2 separate regions of the Sus scrofa genome follow, and region 2 is linked to region 1. A link is a contact called in public HiChIP or PLAC-seq data. All regions are on one chromosome and are shown on one strand. Each heading gives the region's core, a stretch centred on a gene start, on an enhancer-like site or on the middle of the called end of the contact. The rest is flanking DNA. Distances are from core to core; before and after follow the strand shown. Region 1 overlaps RALB (ras-related protein Ral-B). Region 2 holds the start of TMEM185B (transmembrane protein 185B).

Region 1 (3,336 bases), core at 504-3,003:
GTCACTACTGTGGTGCGAGTTTGATACTGGCCCAGAAACTTCCACATGCCACAGGCTTGGCCAAAAAAACCAAAAACCAAAAAACCATAAGCCATATAAAACAAGAGGTCGAGGGCAAAGAAGAGCAACTGACATTAAAAAACACAGTCTCATTCTACAAAGGGAAATCTCTGTTCCCTTCACACAACAGGTCAAGCTAAGGACAGAAGCATCACACTGTCGCTGCCACTTGGCAGCTTATTTCAAAATGATAAAACCCGGAGTTCCTGTTGTGGCGCAGTGGAAACGAATTGGACTAGGAACCATGAGGTTGCAGGTTCGATCCCTGGCCTTGCTCAGTGGGCTAAGGATCCAGCGTTGTTGCCATGAGCTGTGGTGTAGGTCACAGATGCGGCTCGGATCTGGCATTGCTGTGGCTGTGGCATAGGCTGGCAGCTACAGCTCGGATTAGACTCCTAGCCTGGGAACCTTCATGCGCCATGGGTATGTCCTTAAAAAAGGCAAAAGACCAAAAAAAAAAAAAAAAAAGATAGAGCCCGTCTTGAGTGTTAAGTGTGAGAAGGATGAGGCGTCACAGGACCGGCCAACACCACCTTGTGAAATTCACATATATTAAGAGTGACAGCAGTCTTCCAACTTCCTGGCTCTTCCAACCACCAGGACAGGAGAGGAAGGCCCGAGTGCTCTTGACCAGGAGCTTTGAGACACACCTGGGGACCGACCAATCAGTCCTTCCATGACCTCAGAGGGACAAAGTCACTGCACAGTACTGCTCTCCCAGCCTAACCCCACAGTGGCAGGCTTAGGATCACAGGGCCACGGGGAGGACGGGAAGCAGAACGAACAGATGACACAGGGACAGGGAGAGAGCAGAGCTCCTGACACCCTCCCCTTTCCTCAGTCCTCAGTTCCATGTGATGTCACTGGAAGGAACTTTATCACCCCTCCAGGTGATGAGACGCACCCTCTGAACACAAGTGCTTTACTTAGATGCCAATTAGCACTTGTCACAATAGTTCGGGCTTGGCCTTCCGCTGCCGTCAGCCAGGCCCGTGTACAGAGTAGCCCCCTGCAGACGAAATATCCTCCTGCCAAGAAAGCCTCAAGATTCCTCACAGAGAAGACAGAGACAGAAAGTGGGTGGCTGAGGGGAGGCCTTAATCCTTGGACGTTTACCCAAAACTACAAGCTCCTGTTATTTTCTTAGTGAGAAGCAGGATGGAGCTTTTTGGGTGGGGATTCCCAGGAGCACTTCCCACCAGCTCGGGGCACAGGAAAGGACCCCCCCCCCAAAAGTGGATCTGACTGACCTAAGCACCCCTTTCCTTCAGCCTCTCAGGAAGTCCCACCCCCACCCCCCGACAGCTTTTCTTTCAGCAAAAGCAGAGGAAGGGAAAAGCATGTGTCCAACTCAAAATGATGACCAAGCAGATCTTATCGACAAGCTCCTTGCCTGTCAAGTGTTTACAAGTGAATACAATGCTGCCAGTCAGAGGTTTCCGGCTGGTTCCTGTTTGGCAGGTCCAGTGGGTCCGGGGCAGGAAGTGGGGAGGACAAGCCCCTGTGACAGCCCCTGCCCCCCCTCATCGTGGTTCCCAGGCCAGGGAAAGTCTTGCTGATTTTTTAAAAAATGAAGTTAGGTATTTGGATTTCCTGTGTGTTTTCGAACTCTACCGCTAGAAAACAGTTTGGCAGAAGTTAATTTGGAAATGCATAAGAATCAATGTAAGAGCTGAGAGGAAAACACAAAGGAAAAGAAGCTGACAGGGGAACAAGATACAACTAAACAGATTTCTGGGGGGGTTTCTTTGGCCCTGCCCACAGCCCATGGAAATTCCAGGGCCGGGGACCAAATCCTTGCCACAGCACAATCCGAGCCTCAATGCTGGATCCTTAACCCACTGAATCACTGGGGAAACTCCGCAACTGAACAGATTTCTGTTGCTGGAGAGGCTTCCAAAGTGAACCCCTTCTGACACCAACATCCAAAATACCAGCATCATTTCAAGCTAAAGGAAAGCTTGGTTACAAACCGTTTCCTCTTCAGGTGAGAAGCAAAGGAAAATTATTTCTCCATAAGAAAGAGGGGTGTAAGAAGGGATGTGGGCAATTCAGACACCGATGCTAGCACGGGGTGAGGTGTCCATGGCTTGGCTGCCAAGGTGATGTGTGTAGGTGTTGCAGAAGCCTGGATCGTGATGTGAGAGCTGATGAACAAGGTGAGGGCAGAAGAGAGAGCCTCAGCTTTAAGTGGGTCTACTTTAGCTCTGTGGCAACTGCCTCAAATCTTACCTTAAAAAACCACAACCAGGACAAAAACAGAAAAGAAGGGGAGCTCCCTGGTGACCTAGTGGTTAGGATTCAGTGCTTTCACTGCTATGGCCCAGGTTCGATCTCTGGTCTGGGAACTGAAATCCCACATTAAGCTGCTGCTCACCACCGCCAAAGAAAAGGGTCTCTCGGAGTTCCCGTTGTGGCATATCGGAGATGAACCTGACTAGGAACCACATGGTTGTGGGTTCGATGCCTGGCCTCACTCAGCGGGTTAAGGATCCCGTGTTGCTGTGAGCTGTGGTGTAAGTCGCAGATGCTGCTCGGATCTTGCACCATTGTGACTGTAGTGTAGGCCGGCCGCTGTAACTCCAAATGGACCCCTAGCCTGGGAACCTCCATATGCCGCAGGTACGGCCCTAGGCAAAAAAAAAAAAAAGTCTTCCAGTCACTGGAGGATGCTCATCACTGTCAAGGCCATCCTTTAACTACCTTCAGAGATTTGAATGAAAAAGTAAGCTGGGACCCAGAGAAGAGAGACCTGGAGGGCTGATTCCTGGGAGAAAACACTATTGAGAGACTATCAGAACCCCCTGGCTCTGCCAGGGGATAGGAAGGTGAAAAGAAGGCACTAACTAATCCTTCAAGGAGAGCAAAAATCAAGAAACGCGTGCTTCTCCGGACACCTGCATGAGAGGCCTTCCCAGGGCTGGCTCCGCCCTGGGGAACACGGGCCCCACAAGCCGGTGGTCTCCCCTGGGTACACGTCCACAAGGCGCATCTGACCAAGGCTCAGGACACAGCCAGGGAGCTCCGGGTGCGACATCTGCATCGGGCCGTCCTGGTGCTTCTCAGGACAGTACCAGGACATCTGGGAGGACAGCCCTACCTCTGCCCCTCCCAGAACGGTTCCCTGGGGACCGCAGATGGGACGCCGGGAGCCATGCCCACCTTGTCCACGTTGGCGCGCGTCTTGGCCGACGTCTCCACGTACTGCACGCCCCACTCCTCGGCCTTGGCCCTGGCCTCCTCCACTGGCACCTGCCTCCGCTCCTCCAGGTCCGA
Region 2 (3,597 bases), core at 810-3,309, 72 kb after region 1:
AGCCCAGTGTAATTACCTGAGTCCTTAACAAGAGAAAAGTCAGGCAGAGGAGAAGTGCAGCTGAAGGGGCAGTCAGAGATTTGAAAGTGGGAGAATGCACCACTGGCGGCTGTGAAGGGGGCCCTAGGCCAGGAGATGCGGGCGGCTGAGATTCATCCCTGGCTGACAACCAGCAAGGACAGGGGAGACTCAGTCCTCCAGCCCCAAGGCAATGAAGTCCTGCCAAGCTAAACCAGCCTGGAATCAGATTCACATCAGTGCCTCCAGCAGGGAACAAGGCCCTTGGTGAGACTCAGGCATAAAACCAGCTGAGCTCAGCCTATGCCCAAACTTCGGACTCACCAAAACTGTGGGATAAAACGTGGGCATGGTTTTAAGCTCTCCTTGTGGCAAGTTATTAACAGTCGCAACTGAAAACTAAGAACAAATACGTGAGCTCTCTGAAGACAGATGGCCCTGGCCTGGGAAGGAACAGCACAGGGCTTGCCATGCTGGCAGTGAGGACCGCGTCTGCCTGTGGGTTCCATGTACTCAGAGCCAGTGGGGAGGGAACTACTGAGCCAGGGCAGGGTCACTATCATGAGTAGGCTCAAATTTTTTTTTTTTTTTTTTTGTCTTTTTATGGCTGCACCTGCGGAAGCAGGCTCTGACCTCCCTTGGGAGGAGGACAGCAAAGACACATGAGATTGTGACAGCCCATCTCAAGATCCCCCTCCTGGGAGTTCCCGCTGTGGCTCAGTGGTTAAGGAATCCGACTAGGAACCATGAGGTTGAGGTTCGATTCCTGGCCTTGCTCAATGGGTTAAGGATCTGGCGTTGTTGTGAGCTGTGGTGTAGGCCACAGATGTGGCTTGGATCTGGCATTGCTGTGGCTGTGGCGTAGGCTGGTGGCTATAGCTCCGATTAGACCTCTAGCCTGGGAACCTCTATACGCCATGGGAGCGGCCCAAGAAAAGGCAAAAAGACAAAAAAAAAAAAAATCTCCCTCCTGGATGAGAACCAGATGCGTGTCTGGAGGTGCTCTAGATGCGTGGGAAACAGGCTCCAAAACTCCCATCTTGGCCACCAAGCTGGCAGCAAAGGCCCGAGGTCATGTGGCTTTAGGGAGGATCCTGGGGAGGATTTCTGAGTGTCCTAACAGGGGCCAGAAGAACTGGCTCTGCCACCACTTGCCTGGGGAGCTGCCAGCAGGTCCCCCACCCCCAGGCTTTACTTTCCAAAGTGTGGTGACTTTTTTTTTTGACTGCGCCAGCATATGAAAATTCCTGGGGCCTGAACCTATGCCACAGCAGTAACAACATGGGATCTTTAACCCGCTGAGCCACCAGCGAACTTTCTTTAAATGCAAAGTGTTTTCCATGTATTGATTCACTGAATCCTCAAAAAACCCATTTCAGTAGCTGGACTGGTAGAGTTATTTTTTTGTTTTTGTTTTGCTTTTTAGGGCCGCACCCACAGCCCTATATGGAGGTTCCCAGGCTGGGGGTCTAATCGGAGCTGTAGCTGCCTGCCTACACCACAGCCACAGCAATGCCAGTTCCGAGTCGTGTCTGTGACCTACACCACGGCTCACGGCAACACCAGATCCTTAACCCACTGAGCAAGGCCAGGGATCAAACCCGAAATCTCACGGTTCCTAGTCGCATTTGTTTCCTTTGAGCCATGACAGGAACTCCCACGCCAGATTTCTTGACCTCTTGGCCCTTGTCCCACTATTGTTCTGTCACAATCAGACTGAGGCGGGGGCAGATAAGGGTTAGGAACTTCAAGTGGGGAGCCCAGAATCTGAATCTCCATTCTGCTCCTAACCCTACTGTGACCTGGAGCAGGAAGCACCTGCTTGCTGGGTCCAGTTTCCTCACCCGCTCCTGGAACTTTTGGGAGGGGCCCTGCAGGGTCTAACACCCTCTCAGCACCTTCTCATCCTCTCTGGGCAGGTGTGAGATTGCACTGGTAGCCAGGCACCCTGCCTCCGCCATTTCACAAGCAGCCTGAGAACTGCCAGTGCCCCACCATGTCGAGTTCAGCCCCAGAAGCCATCTGTTCCAGGCACTGGGCTCCACCCTACCCAGTACACTGACTGCACGCACCAGCCCCTTCCGCCGCACGAGGTCAAGCCCACTGCCTCATGTCTCGTGCACACACACGTCTTCACATATGCACACCCACTCTGTGCATTCCTAGTTATAGCACCTGTTCGCTCGCTCACAAACTCCACATTCGCCCGTCCACCCGCCTCGCTCGTGCCCACGCGGTTCCCCCGCTCAGTGTCGGCTGCGCTGGAGCCCCAGTCGGTTGCCGAAGAGGGTGGGGCACCCGCGGCCGGCCGCGCTCCACCCACTCTCGGCCCCGCCCTTTCCCCACCTCCTGCCTGGGCCCTGGCCCGCCCATATCCGCGCCCAGCCCCGGCTCCTGCCTGGGCCCCGCCTCCCGCCTGGGCTGGCCGAGAGGATGTGAGCTCACTCCCGCCTCCCGGCTCGCAGCGCCGTCAGGAAGCGTCCGCCCGCGGTGGCCGCCAGCTCGTTGCCAACGGGCCGGCCGGAGTCGCCCGTCCCGCCCTTCCCGGCGCCACACGCAGTAGCTGCTTTCCAAATGGGTACGCAGTGAAGGCGGGCGGCCGCGGGGCCCAGGCAGCGCCGGGCTCCGAGACACTTCGTCCTCCGGGCCCGGCGGGTCGCCAGGAGACCGCCGGCGCGCACGCCACGCCCATCGCGTTTCCGGTCGGGCCACGTGACCAGGCGCGCACGTGTTCCGGCCTCTCGGCGCCGCAGGCCGGAAGCTCCTCCTGCAGGGCTCAGGGCTGTTTCCCACCTGGGTCTGACGCGGGCCGGGCCGGGGGAGGCGGCGGGCCCCGGAAGCAGCGCAGACGCGGTGGCCCCGGGTTGGGGGCAGCAGCCTCGCTATGAACCCCAGGGGCCTGTTCCAGGATTTCAACCCGAGTAAGTTCCTCATCTACGCCTGTCTGCTGCTCTTCTCCGTGCTGCTGCCCCTCCGCCTGGACGGCGTCATCCAGTGGAGCTATTGGGCTGTGTTCGCCCCCATATGGCTGTGGAAGCTCCTGGTCCTTGCTGGCGCCTCGGTGGGCGCGGGCGTTTGGGCGAGGAATCCCCGTTACCGCACCGAGGGTGAGGCCTGTGTGGAGTTCAAGGCCATGCTGATCGCCGTGGGCATCCACCTGCTGCTGCTCATGTTCGAAGTGCTAGTCTGCGACAGGGTGGAGAGGGGCACCCACTTCTGGCTACTGGTCTTCATGCCGCTCTTCTTTGTGTCTCCCGTCTCCGTGGCCGCTTGCGTATGGGGCTTCCGGCACGACAGGTCCCTGGAGCTGGAGATCCTGTGCTCTGTCAACATCCTGCAGTTCATCTTCATCGCCCTGAGGCTGGACAGGATCATCCACTGGCCGTGGCTGGTGGTGTTTGTGCCGCTCTGGATCCTCATGTCCTTTCTCTGCTTGGTGGTCCTCTATTACATTGTCTGGTCCCTCCTGTTCCTGCGTTCTCTGGATGTGGTTGCCGAGCAGCGAAGAACACATGTGACCATGGCCATCAGCTGGATAACGATCGTCGTGCCCCTGCTCACTTTTGAGGTTCTGCTGGT

What was found. HiChIP or PLAC-seq counts read pairs in DNA pulled down with a chosen protein or histone mark.
Region 2: a contact with region 1 is called in an H3K27ac HiChIP or PLAC-seq map of skeletal muscle, with 3 times the contacts expected there. The contact joins the promoter of TMEM185B here to the enhancer-like site in region 1. A contact is called at or near these places in 5 of 47 Hi-C or Micro-C datasets (embryonic fibroblasts, heart right ventricle, liver and 2 more) and 1 of 2 datasets of contacts at active chromatin or transcription factors (skeletal muscle).

Annotation. Positions count from the first base shown.
Region 1 is chr15:31,066,063-31,069,398 of Sscrofa11.1, forward strand. RALB (ras-related protein Ral-B) reads right to left here. Exons shown (of 5, transcript XM_021074756.1): 4 at 3,223-3,336. Among named protein-coding and RNA genes, the nearest start is that of RALB, 51 kb to the right of the region's middle. Within about 2 kb of position 1,754, at least 20 of the 83 cell types and tissues checked have an H3K27ac peak or open chromatin away from gene starts, as enhancers often do. A contact at or near this core is called in liver, retroperitoneal adipose tissue and skeletal muscle, where this site is marked.
Region 2 is chr15:31,138,224-31,141,820 of Sscrofa11.1, forward strand. It overlaps TMEM185B (transmembrane protein 185B), which reads left to right and starts at 2,060. Exons shown (of 1, transcript XM_003359446.4): 1 at 2,060-3,597. The coding sequence starts at 2,903.